2 separate regions of the Sus scrofa genome follow, and region 2 is linked to region 1. A link is a contact called in public promoter capture Hi-C data. All regions are on one chromosome and are shown on one strand. The core of a region is the stretch at or near the end of the contact, and the rest is flanking DNA. Distances in the headings are between cores, read along the strand shown.

Region 1 (5,492 bases), core at 891-3,390:
GATTTGATCCCTGGCCTCATTCAGTGGGTTAAGGGTCTAGCTTTACCACAAGCTATGGTGTAGTTTGCAGGTGTGGCTTGGATCCAGCATTGCTGTGCTGTGGCTTAGGTTGGCAGCTACAGCTCCTATTTGACCCCTGGCCCAGGAACTTCCATATGCCACCAATGTGGCTGTAAAAAAAAAAAAAAAAAAAAAAAGACTTATAAAGATAATATAGAGATGGCAGTTGAAGTATATCCTTAACAACAACTTCAATCTATTTTATGTTTCTTGGCATTCATAATTAAGGACATGTACAAATTACTTATATGTACATATATACACACTGTTCCACTTTGCAAAAACTAAAAATACTAAAAAAAACTGGGGTGACTGTATGAAAAATGAAATCCTTAAGTTAAACATCAAAAAAATATTGGTTGGAGTTCCCTTCGTGGTACAGTGGAAACGAATCTGACTAGGAACCATGATGTTTCAGGTTCAATCCCTGGCCTTGCTCAGTAGGTTAATGATTCGGCCTTGCCATGAGTTGTGGTGTAGACTGCAGATGCGGCTTGGATCTGGCATTGCTGTGGCTATGGTGTAGGCTGGCAGCTGTAGCTCTGATTAGACCCCTAGCCTGGGAACTGCCATATGCTGCGGGTGTGGCCCTAAAAAGCCAAAAAAAAAAAAAAAATCAGTTGTTGGAAACTCTGTCACTTTTACTAATAATATACTCAGAATTCTCTTTTGACTCTGTTTGTCCTGGAGCATTAGGGATATCCTTTCTATATCAGATGTAAAATGAGCTATTTCAGGAATTTCCCACAGTACTAAATGATACTCAAGACCTCCTGCATCCTTAGGTCCAATTTCCTAAATTTCCCTATATTTACTTGTTATTTTAAAATTTATTTATTAATTTTTTCTTTTTTTCTAGCCCCACACCTATAGCATATGGAAGTTAGCAGGCAAGGGATTGAATCAGAGCTGCAGTTGATGGCCTACACCATGGCCACAGCAATGTGGGATCCGAGCCTCTTCTGTGACCTACACCACAGCTCATAGAAACACCTGATCTTTAACCCACTGAACGAGGCCAGGGGTCAAACCTGCATCCTCATGGATACTAGTCGGGCTTGTACCCGCTAAGCCACAATGGCAAATTTCGAATTTTCAGTACATTTAATCCTTCTCTTCACTTTGTGTGTCTGTCCTCACAAGATTCTGCTCCATTTTTCTTCCTTAACCTTACCATTTCCCGATATTCAGAAATCAGAGAAAAGAATCAGCCTGCTTTTCTGCAGAATAAACTATTGGGTAAGCCATCATGCTTTTGATCTAGATCTGAAACTATAGACTATGTTTATTTTAGAAATACCTGGCTTTTATATAATATATAATGCATGCATTGCTTATGTCTTATGTAGATTTTGGCACATTTCCTTCTCATCACATTTAGAATTGGGATCCAAGAAGAGAAGGCAATAGTGCCTCCAAGATAACAGGGCTGAACCCTTATCTGTAAAATTAGGAGCACTTCGGAATTCCCATTGTGCCCCAGTGGTAACAAACTCAACTAGTATCCATGAAGACTTGGGTTTGATCCCTAACCTGCTCAGTGGATTAAGGATCCAGTGTTGCCACAAGCTGTGGTGTAGGTCGCAGACGTGGCTGTGGCTAGCAGTTGCAGTTCCGATTCGACCCCTAGCCTGGGAACTTTCATATGTCATGGGCGCGGCCCTAAAACAAACAAACCCCCAAGGTAGAATTACTTCATTTCCCAATTTATTTATTTATTTTTTTGCCGAGTCCGCAGCACGTGGAAGTTCCCGGGCCAGGAAACGAACCCAAGTCACAGCAGCAACCAGTGCAGTTACAGTGACAAGGTGGAATCCTTAATCCACTGAGTCACACGAGAACTCCTTTATTTCCCAAATTTTAATGGAGTGTTCCTTCCCGGACCTGTAGTGACAGATTCATTTTATACATGTGGAAATTCAACACGCCCTCTCTTGAATACGCTGCTTCACCTTCTTCTACCAAATTCTTTGAAAGAGTCCCCAAGAGCAGGGTCCATAGCATCCTTGCCTCCATAGCAACCACTCTCGGGCTTCTTGCGCACCATGGCGACCGCTCGCCGCCACGGTCGCTATGGTGACCGGGGCGGGCGCTGGGCAGCAGGCAGAGCGCATGCGCGAGTAGCGGGCCCGCGGCCCCTCAGCTGCGCTCGAAATGGCGCTGAGGCAGTGGCCCGCGCTGGTCCTGCTGCTGCTTCTACTGGGTGAGTCCGCGGGCCTCCGCCGGGCGAGGCCGGAGGCTCCTGGGCGGGTAAAGCGGGCTCGGGGGTGCGGGGCTCCGGGGGTCGAGGGTGCAGGGAGGGAGTTCTAGGGGTGTGGGAGGCCGGCCAGGTCGGGGGTCAGGGATGCGGGGGTTCCGGGGTCCCGGCGGGGGAACGGGGTCCCAGGGGTCCGGGTCCCGGGTCGGAGGTTCGGGTCTGGGGTCGAGGTAGGCGGTGCGGGCCGGGAAAGCGGTCCAGAGGTGCGGGGGTCGGGGTTCAGAGCGTCTTGAGGTGCGGGGTCCGGCCCGGGTCCTGTGGCCCCGCAGTTGGTACTCCGTCCCTCTGTGAACAAAGCCGTCCAGTCCCGCGTCCCTGGTCCCCGCCGCTCTTTGTCCCGCCTGTTCTTCAGCCAGCCTTGGAGTGGCACGGGGGTGCCGGGACAGGACATCGGTCTGGCCCTGGGAAGTAGGAGGGCAGGACCACACGCTGGTGATGGTGGGCGCGCGCTGGGCGCTCGAAACTGTTCCCACGTAGTCCTCCCCACAGCATGTGAGTGGGTCTTACCGACTCGCTTCCAGATATAGCACTGACCCCGAAGTCTGTCCCTGCTCCAAGGCTGCCCCCAGGAGCAGGGGACACTCCGACCCTTAGCCACAGCACCCTTAGCATCCTGGGGCATCCTGGGGCATCCCAGTTCTCTGGTCATTTCGTTGTCTGGTGTAGTTGCCACCCTCATCCCATGTTTTCCAGAGTATACACAGTAAAGCCCCAAGTAATTGTTTGGGGGTGGGGTGGGCACACTAAGCAAACAAAGGACCCTGTGTTGGAGGCTCAGTGTTGGGCAGGGGTTGAGTTTGGGATACACACCGGGTGGCCTGAACTGTGAGGATCCTGGCAGAAGCCAGGCAGCAGGGCTCTGATGAGAGCTAAGTTTGGGGAATAGATGTTGTCCATATACTTTGCCTGAAAGTGGTTTCAAAAACGTGTGGTTGGGTGAGATGAATGATCAAAGGCTAGCCAGGGGACAAGGGTGTCAGGAATGTCCCCTCCCAGCTTTGTTGGTCACACTGACACTGTCCTATTCAGGGACTGGAACAACTCGCTATTGTTGGAAAGGTCTGTTCACATGAAAGTTTGCAGTTTTTATTGCAGAAGCATTTGGCAGTTGAGTTAAGGAATTTCACTTGGTGGTTTGTTAGTAAAACTAGCAGATGCTAAGGCCTTCACATCCCCTTCTTACTTTGGTCTTGCAGAGGGGCTACTTTTGCGGCTTTCTTGATGTTAAGGACTGAAATTTACCTGCAGAGCATAGAAGGAGTGATCAACATTTGAAAAATAGCACTAATGACAAAGAACAGAAGTAGTAGGATGTATTAAGATACTCAGAAGGGAAGCAGCTATCACTTTTAGGGAGCTCTTTTCTGTTATTTTGTTTATGCTCCAAATATGCAGTGATACCTTGAAAACCATTCTTCCACAGGGCATCACAGTTGTCTCTTTTATTTTTATGGTTACTCATTTCAGCTGCTGTTATTTTTGAGTGTTCTCATTTTTTAAAAAATTTGGTTCCTGATACAACATGAACATTCTTTATTAGTTACCCTTTGCCAGGCTCTGTTATAAAAATTTAATATGTTTTCATTTAGTTTTGATAACTCTAAAAGATTGTTACTGTCATTTTGCAGACAAAAAAACAGAAGTACGGGGAGATTCAGTAACTTGCTCAGGGCGAGATGCCATGTGTTTCAGATGTGGAAATCTTCAACCATTTGTGTTAATCTATTTCTTTGGTTACTTGTATTATTCTACTTAACAGTGGAGTTCTTGCTATGGATCATTTAAATCAAATAATTATTATTATGGTTGTTTATAAAATATTCTCTTGTTGTTTGGTGACAGGGGCAATTCCTCTTTACAAATGTTATGCCACATGTCTTTTTTGAATGATTATGTGGTAATTACTGTTGGATTTCCAACTCTTTTGATGTCTTAGAAGTGCTTCATTTAGAGTTACAGTTTGTATTCTTGGGATAAGACAATTTGTGTATGAACGGTTAGCAAAATCTGAAAACTGTAATTTCGAAGAATTTTTGAAAAAATTCTAAATTTTCCATTTGCATTTGTTTGAACTTCTGAAACATTTTAAAATGACCTATTCTTTGATGTTGTTTTAAGTCTTGAATTAATTATAGCTGACAGATACAATCATCAGACATCTGTATGTTCAGAAAAACAAGGACCACCTGCCCTAAAGCATGCACTGCTTTGGGTCAGCTGTTCATTCCTGAAGGGCTTGTTGATGGCATTTGTTCCTGAGTGCTTCAGGCTATGGAGACTGAATGGGCAGCTATTAGAGATACTTAAACATAAGTAATTGCAGTGTTACATCCAGCCTAAGTGAATGCACACCCAAGCCCTAAACTCTTTGAAACATGCTCTTAAGGCAGCCTAGCAGAGTAGGCTTAAATCAGTTCTTTTGAAAGAAACCAGGTTTGTATTAAGCCCACTTTCTGAGATGGCCACCATATAATGTGACTGAAGAGGCTGTGGATTTAGTCCAACCTAACCAGCAGCTGTTTGAGATGTGATATTAGCAAATTCCTTCTCCATGAATTCTTTGCATTTTTTCACAAGCACAAGTGGAGTAAAACAAAAGAAAATGTGTGTGAATGAAGTTAGGATGTATGGAGTCTGCTGAATGATACCCTAGTTGTGAAGCTGGATTCTCTTGAAGATGCGTTTATAATTAGGTGGTGAATGTGATGCTGTTAGGGCTGAATGCAGGTTTCAGATCTTCTTGTCTCTGCCCTCTGAAAGCTAACAGTATATGCAAATAGCTGCAGTGAGTATAAAGCCTTCCTGAAAGTTTTGGTAAGCACATTCTTTTACACCTAGTTTAGCAAGGACAGTACACACTCTGGTCCTCTATATGGAGAGCTAAAGCTGTAATTTACTGTCTCTTTCCCACTTGTTATGACACACAGAAAGCTTTCTGAGAATCAGCCTTGTTTCTGATGTCCAGGAATGATGCAGTATTCTGTGCTGGTGTGTTTTCTTTGTTTTTAAGTAGTATCTACTATGTTATATATTATCTTTCCCTTGAGTAGTTATTATGTACAACTGATGTTTCAAAGCTGGTTGTGTAGAAACATCAAACTTTTTAATAGATGAGGACTATACCAACTTTTTTCTTATGCCATCTTTCATTTTCAGAGTATCCGAAGGCTTCTGT
Region 2 (5,492 bases), core at 2,147-4,646, 160 kb after region 1:
GGGATGATTCATCCTTCCCAAATGTTCAATCTGGAGAAGAGAAGGTGAGTAAAAGGTTGCCTTAGCTGTCCCTTTGTGAAAGTCTTATAACCAAGTTAATAAACCTAAAAGAAGTGCAGCACAAAGCGACACCTGAGGTCAATGACTGTTTACATTGCTCTAATTATTCATTCACCCTTTCTTAATTGTTCTAACAAATACAATCATCCTCCTAAAAAAAGTTCCTTCATCTTCCCCTGCCTTTTTCTCTCATACATGCTTTTTTTTTTTTTTTTTTAAACGGCTGCACCTATGGCATATAGACGTTCCCAGGCTAGGGGATGAATCAGAGCTGCAGCTGAGAGCCTATGCCACAGCCATATCAGATCCTTAACCCACTGGTCGAGGCCAGGGATTGAAACCGAATCCTCACAGACACTATGTCAGGTTCTTAACCTGCTAAGCCACAACAGGAACTCCCTTTAGCATTTATTTTATATGCTTTTTTTCTTTTATTTTTACAGCTGCACCTGTGGCCTATGGAAGTTCCCAGGCTAGGAACTGAATCAGAGTGCAGCTGCAGGCCTATGCTTCATCCACAGCAACGTCAGATCCAAGTCATATCTGTGAACTTTGCCACAGTTGCAGCAACATCACATCCTTAACTCACTGAGAGAGGCCAGGAATTGAACTGAATCCTCATGGACACTATGTCATGTTCTTAACCAGCTGAGCCACAATGGGAACTCCTATATGCATACTTGTAAACGCACACCCATATTTCTTGAGCTCATTTCTGAGGTCAAGAACTATCAAGTCCTGCTGAGAAAAGAATAGATCTGGAGTTAGGAAATCAATATATTCAACAAATGGCCCTATTATCACGTCTAGAATGGAAGGGTGTTAAAACAGTAGTAGAAAGGCGCAACAGTAGAGAAATAGATAGAGAATATTACTGGGGGAGAAGGAGGAACAGAGGTGGGAAGGATGACAATCCTTCAGTTGCACCCAAATGTAGGGGTTGCCAGGGAAAGAAATGTAGAAGAGTGCATTCCAGAGGGAGAGGGCCCATAACAAGACACAAAGGGTAAGAAAGTATCTGTTTAGAAACCAACTAAATAGTGACAGCACTGAGCTCACCTGTGAAGGGTGAGGTATCAGCATGTATTCAGCAGTTAGTGTAACAGAGCAGGACCCCATGGAGCCTTCCCAGTCACACACACCCCTACCCTCCCTGTGCTCCATCTGCCTTTTGTCTGTAGAAAAATATTAGTCAAAGAATAAATTTAATGAGAAAAGTGAGAAAATGCACACAGAAAGGAAAACAGTAAGCAAGATAAAATAACAATAGTTTAGCCATTCAACAAAGTCAAGGACCTTCAGGCTATCAAGGGCTATAGATAATATTCTGAGCCATGTCCTTAGAGCTATTTTGCAGATGTTGAAACCACGACAGGTGGAAGAAGTTAATTCAATGCTACCCATAAGCACACAGATCCCAAACCAGTTGGAAGGCTAATGATGCTGATGTTTCATTACCACACAACCAACCAATTAGAAGAACATTTACCAGCTGATCACATCTCACCCCCTTACCTCACCTTGTGTTTAAAACCATTCCCCTGAAACTTCAGGGGAGCTCCGGTCTCTTAAGCACTAGGTACTTGGATTCCTTGCTTGGCCCTGCAATAAACGCTACACTTTCCTTCACACAACCCCGTGTCAGCAGATTGGCTTTACTGTGCTCAGGGCAGGGGACCCAAGTTTGGTTCGGTAACAGAAGATGCAACAGTTAGCAGGTTACAAAGTTAATCTTCACAAATGCCCTGGGAAATAAATATCTGAACCCCCATTTGACACATAAACAACCCAGGTTTAGCAGGGTTAACCAGTTGGCCCGCGATGCACGGATGCTAAGTGGTGGACAAAGACACGGACCTCAAGTCTGACTCCAGAGCTCTTGCTCCGGGAAAGGATAACTGCAGGGCTGGGTGAAGGCTCTGAGTGCAAACAGAAGATGTGGTCATTACTTAGGAAGCCAAGTGGAACCACTGAAGGTTCAGACTTGGTGGGTCATGCCTGCGTTTTCAAAGTGGTCCTGGAAAGTGTACGGGGCCGGAAGTGCCAACACCCGAAAGAGGCAAGGTGCGCCCCAAGTGCATAGGCCGGCCAGATGGGGGGGGGGGGCTTGGGCTGGACAGCAGCCCCAGGGGCAGCGCGGTCAAGGTCTGCGACGAGACGCCGCTGCCACCAGCGGTTGGGGGCGGGGGGAACCCACGGTCCTTCAGTGACGAGGGAGGGGCTCCCGGGGACGCCAGCCGCACCCCTGCACTCCAGTCCAGGAGGTCACTCCGGCCCACCAAACCGACGCGCTGCCTAAAACCTCGGGACCTGAGAGGCTGTACGCGCAGAACTGGAGGCCAGGCCAAGAAGGGAGCTCCCAGAGGAGCGCCCACGCTGCTGACCCGGGCGAGCCCTCCACAGCACCCTCCACAGCCCCCCAGGCTCCCATCGTCTCCTCACCCGGACTGAGGTCCAGCGTGTTCCAGGGCTGTAGGCTGCTCTCCAGGCCCTGCCGCGCCGCCATGACTGCCGCTCGCCTGAACTTTCAAAGCTCTCTCTGGCGCGCGCGCCCAGATATCCCCGGCGGGCTAAGGAGAACAGAACTCTTATGCACCAATCACGGCGCCCGGTCGGCTCTGTCCGTCAGCCAATCAGCAGGGTCTTCTGCTGCATGCGCAAAGCGAGAGCAGGACCAGGACGGCTGACCCAGCCGAGTCTTGAGGGTGGTGTCGAAAAGCGAGCTAAATCTAACGCTCTCCTTCTCGCTCGCTTTCCCCAAATAGGGAACACCCAGAAGCGAATCTAAGGCAGGGTACTTCCTGTTGTAATTGTCACGCTTGCTCTGACAAGCGGCATTTCGCGTGCGTGTCAAAAGGCCGCGTTTACCTGTCAGACCGCAGTCGAACATCTACACATTCGAGTATGGGTCGCGGCCTACCGTTTACCTAACTAAATAAAAGAAAAGCAGAAAAAATCATTCAGAAAGGACCTCTTTACTTTTGAATTTTACGGGACGTCTGGCCGGAGCTCTGGAAGGAAGCCGGGGTCGCCATGTCAACTACGGGAAAGCCGGGAGAGGGGGTGCGCATGCGCAGTGCGCGCTCCGCTGGAGGCGCGCCGGCCTGACCGGGGAGGCGGAGGCGTGCGCATGCGCGCGGTGAGTCCGGCGCCTCCCGCTGAGAGGCTGTAGCAGCGGGCGCTGCTCCTGGGCCCGACTGCTGGCTGGCTGGTCGGCCCCTCTCGCACCGGCGGGCGGGTGCCTCGCGCCCGCTTTGCGCTGTCCCCGGAACCGCGCCGGCCCGGCAAGTGCGGGCGTCGGCGCCAAGTCCAGCCCTTCGGCCTTCCCAGGCCCGGCCGGCCCGGCGGGGACATGAGCTTCTTCGGTTTCGGGCAGAGCGTGGAGGTGGACATCCTGCTGAACGATGCGGACAGCAGGAAGCGGGCCGAGCACAAGACGGAGGATGGGAAGAAGGACAAGTACTTCCTCTTCTACGATGGGGAGACGGTGTCCGGGAAGGTGAGCCTGGCGCTCAAAAACCCCAACAAGCGGCTGGAGCACCAGGGTATCAAGGTCGAGTTCATTGGGCAGATCGGTGAGTGCGGGGTCCGCCCCGCCCCGAGTCCTTCTCCCCCAGACCTGCCCCTCAACCCAGATCCCACCCCGACCCTGACCCTGAGCCCTGACCCTCGACCCCCTAACCCCTCCTTTGACCCCCCCACTCGACCCCCGTGCCCCACTCCTCTATAAACCCTGGCCTCTGACGCGATCCCCCGCTTCTTAACCCTTCCCCTTAACCCCTGCCCCCATTACTTCAACTCCCTATTTCTCCAATCCCCCGCCCTCCCGCGATCCTGGTTGCCCACCAGAGAGGTCTCAGCCGCTGTTCCTACTGGGCCTTCAGTGCTGCTGGGCCCGCCCGCAGGTCGTGGCCACTTCACCGAGTCCTGAGGCCGACCACCCTTTTCTAGTACCTGTGTCCCACACTGAGCTCCTCGTTGGCCTTCTGTCCACCCATCCCGTTTTCCTAAGACCTCTTGATTAGAACAGTCTTCAGCAGACTCCTCTTCTTAAACACAAAGAAATGATGCTCTTAAGACCTAAATTAAGGGGTCAGAATTTTTCAAGGCTCTGTCTTCGAACATAATTATTAGCAATTACAACTAGACAATAAAAGGCAGTAGGAATACCTAGTATTCTGGGCCAAATCGACCCACACCTTTGGGCCTCAGCTTTCTCACCTGTAAGGCAAGGATACTACAGAATCACGTGTCTAGGGACCAGGCTTTGTGCACAGTGTGGAATGTTTGTGTCCTGTACTTAAGGGGCTCTACCAGGTGACCTGAGAGCATTGGAGCGAAGCTGTGAGTAACTTCCCCAAGGTTGTGGTTGTGTGGTTTTTCTCCTTCGTTGCTTTCCTGACTCTGCATGAAGTGGGTGGCACTTCGGTGAGATTCTGAGGTCTGGCTGGGCTGGTGATATACAGGGTGGTCCCACTACTCTATGAGGGTAACAGTGTTGACATCATTGTGTTCCAGACACCTTCCTTCTTGTTTCACTCAAAATTTACCTTCTTGTAAACCATAGTCTCTTCATTTTGGTTCTTTCTTTTTTCCTTTTTCCCTTTTCTTTCTCTGCTTCCTGGGAAGAGTTCCGCAGCTTGAGAATAAAGTGATTTATGTAATTAACCTTCTTATGATGGATTTCCTTTTCCTCCTGATGAAAATGCATGTGTCCTACCTGTGCGTTTCTTAGAAAAGCCTGCTGTATGATTGAGGGTCAAGCAGAGGGTTACTTAAATTACACAGGCTCCATTTATAACCTTTTTGAGGGTCTTGTGAGGACTGGAGGTCGTCGACATCCATGAAGTGCACAGCTGGCACGCTTCGCAAGTACTCGTGAAAGGGAGTTAGGATGATCACTGTCATTTTCCCTTGCCCTGTTTAGCTGGACCCATCAAGAAGTTTCCAGGGGCTGGCCCTTTAAAACGCCAGCCTGATTACGCTGTCAACTGTCCACAGGAATGTTCACACCGGGCCAGCCCCCCCCACCCCCACCTCCATCTCTCTTCCCCATGTTTTTTCCCAGAAGACGTGCTCCCCCAAGTGGAAACCTCTGGAAGGGTCTCCACAGAGTCCTTGCAAGGACAGCTGTGTGGTGATCCAGTGCATGGGTCCTCTGCATATCCCAATTTTCACAGGAGCTCAGACCTTGTTCAGAAAAACTCCTCTCTCATCTCAGTTTTGGGAGTAGGCAGGAAAGGGGTCCCATTTGTCTCCTGGCCCTTCTCACACAATAACTTGCTCTGGCCACCTTATCTCTTCTTTTCACTTCAATGTCTTCTTAAAGTGTTTTTTTTTTTTTTTTTTAATTTTTTTTTTAATTTTTTTTTAAATTTTTTTCTTTTTGACTGCCCTGTGGCATATGGACAGGGATCAGATCTGAACCACAG

The links. Promoter capture Hi-C pulls out the DNA fragments that hold promoters and counts their contacts.
Region 2: a contact with region 1 is called in a promoter capture Hi-C map of fetal liver, with 2.5 times the contacts expected there. The contact joins the promoter of VPS26B here to the promoter of JAM3 in region 1. A contact is called at or near these places in 2 of 5 promoter capture datasets (fetal liver and fetal skeletal muscle) and 1 of 2 datasets of contacts at active chromatin or transcription factors (skeletal muscle).

Annotation. Positions count from the first base shown.
Region 1 is chr9:60,627,105-60,632,596 of Sscrofa11.1, forward strand. It overlaps JAM3 (junctional adhesion molecule C), which reads left to right and starts at 2,141. Exons shown (of 9, transcript XM_021063173.1): 1 at 2,141-2,263. The coding sequence starts at 2,215.
Region 2 is chr9:60,782,796-60,788,287 of Sscrofa11.1, forward strand. It overlaps VPS26B (vacuolar protein sorting 26 homolog B (S. pombe)), which reads left to right and starts at 3,397. Exons shown (of 6, transcript NM_001137634.1): 1 at 3,397-3,635. The coding sequence starts at 3,413. It overlaps NCAPD3 (condensin-2 complex subunit D3), which reads right to left and starts at 3,112. Exons shown (of 34, transcript XM_021063171.1): 1 at 2,503-3,112. The coding sequence starts at 2,566.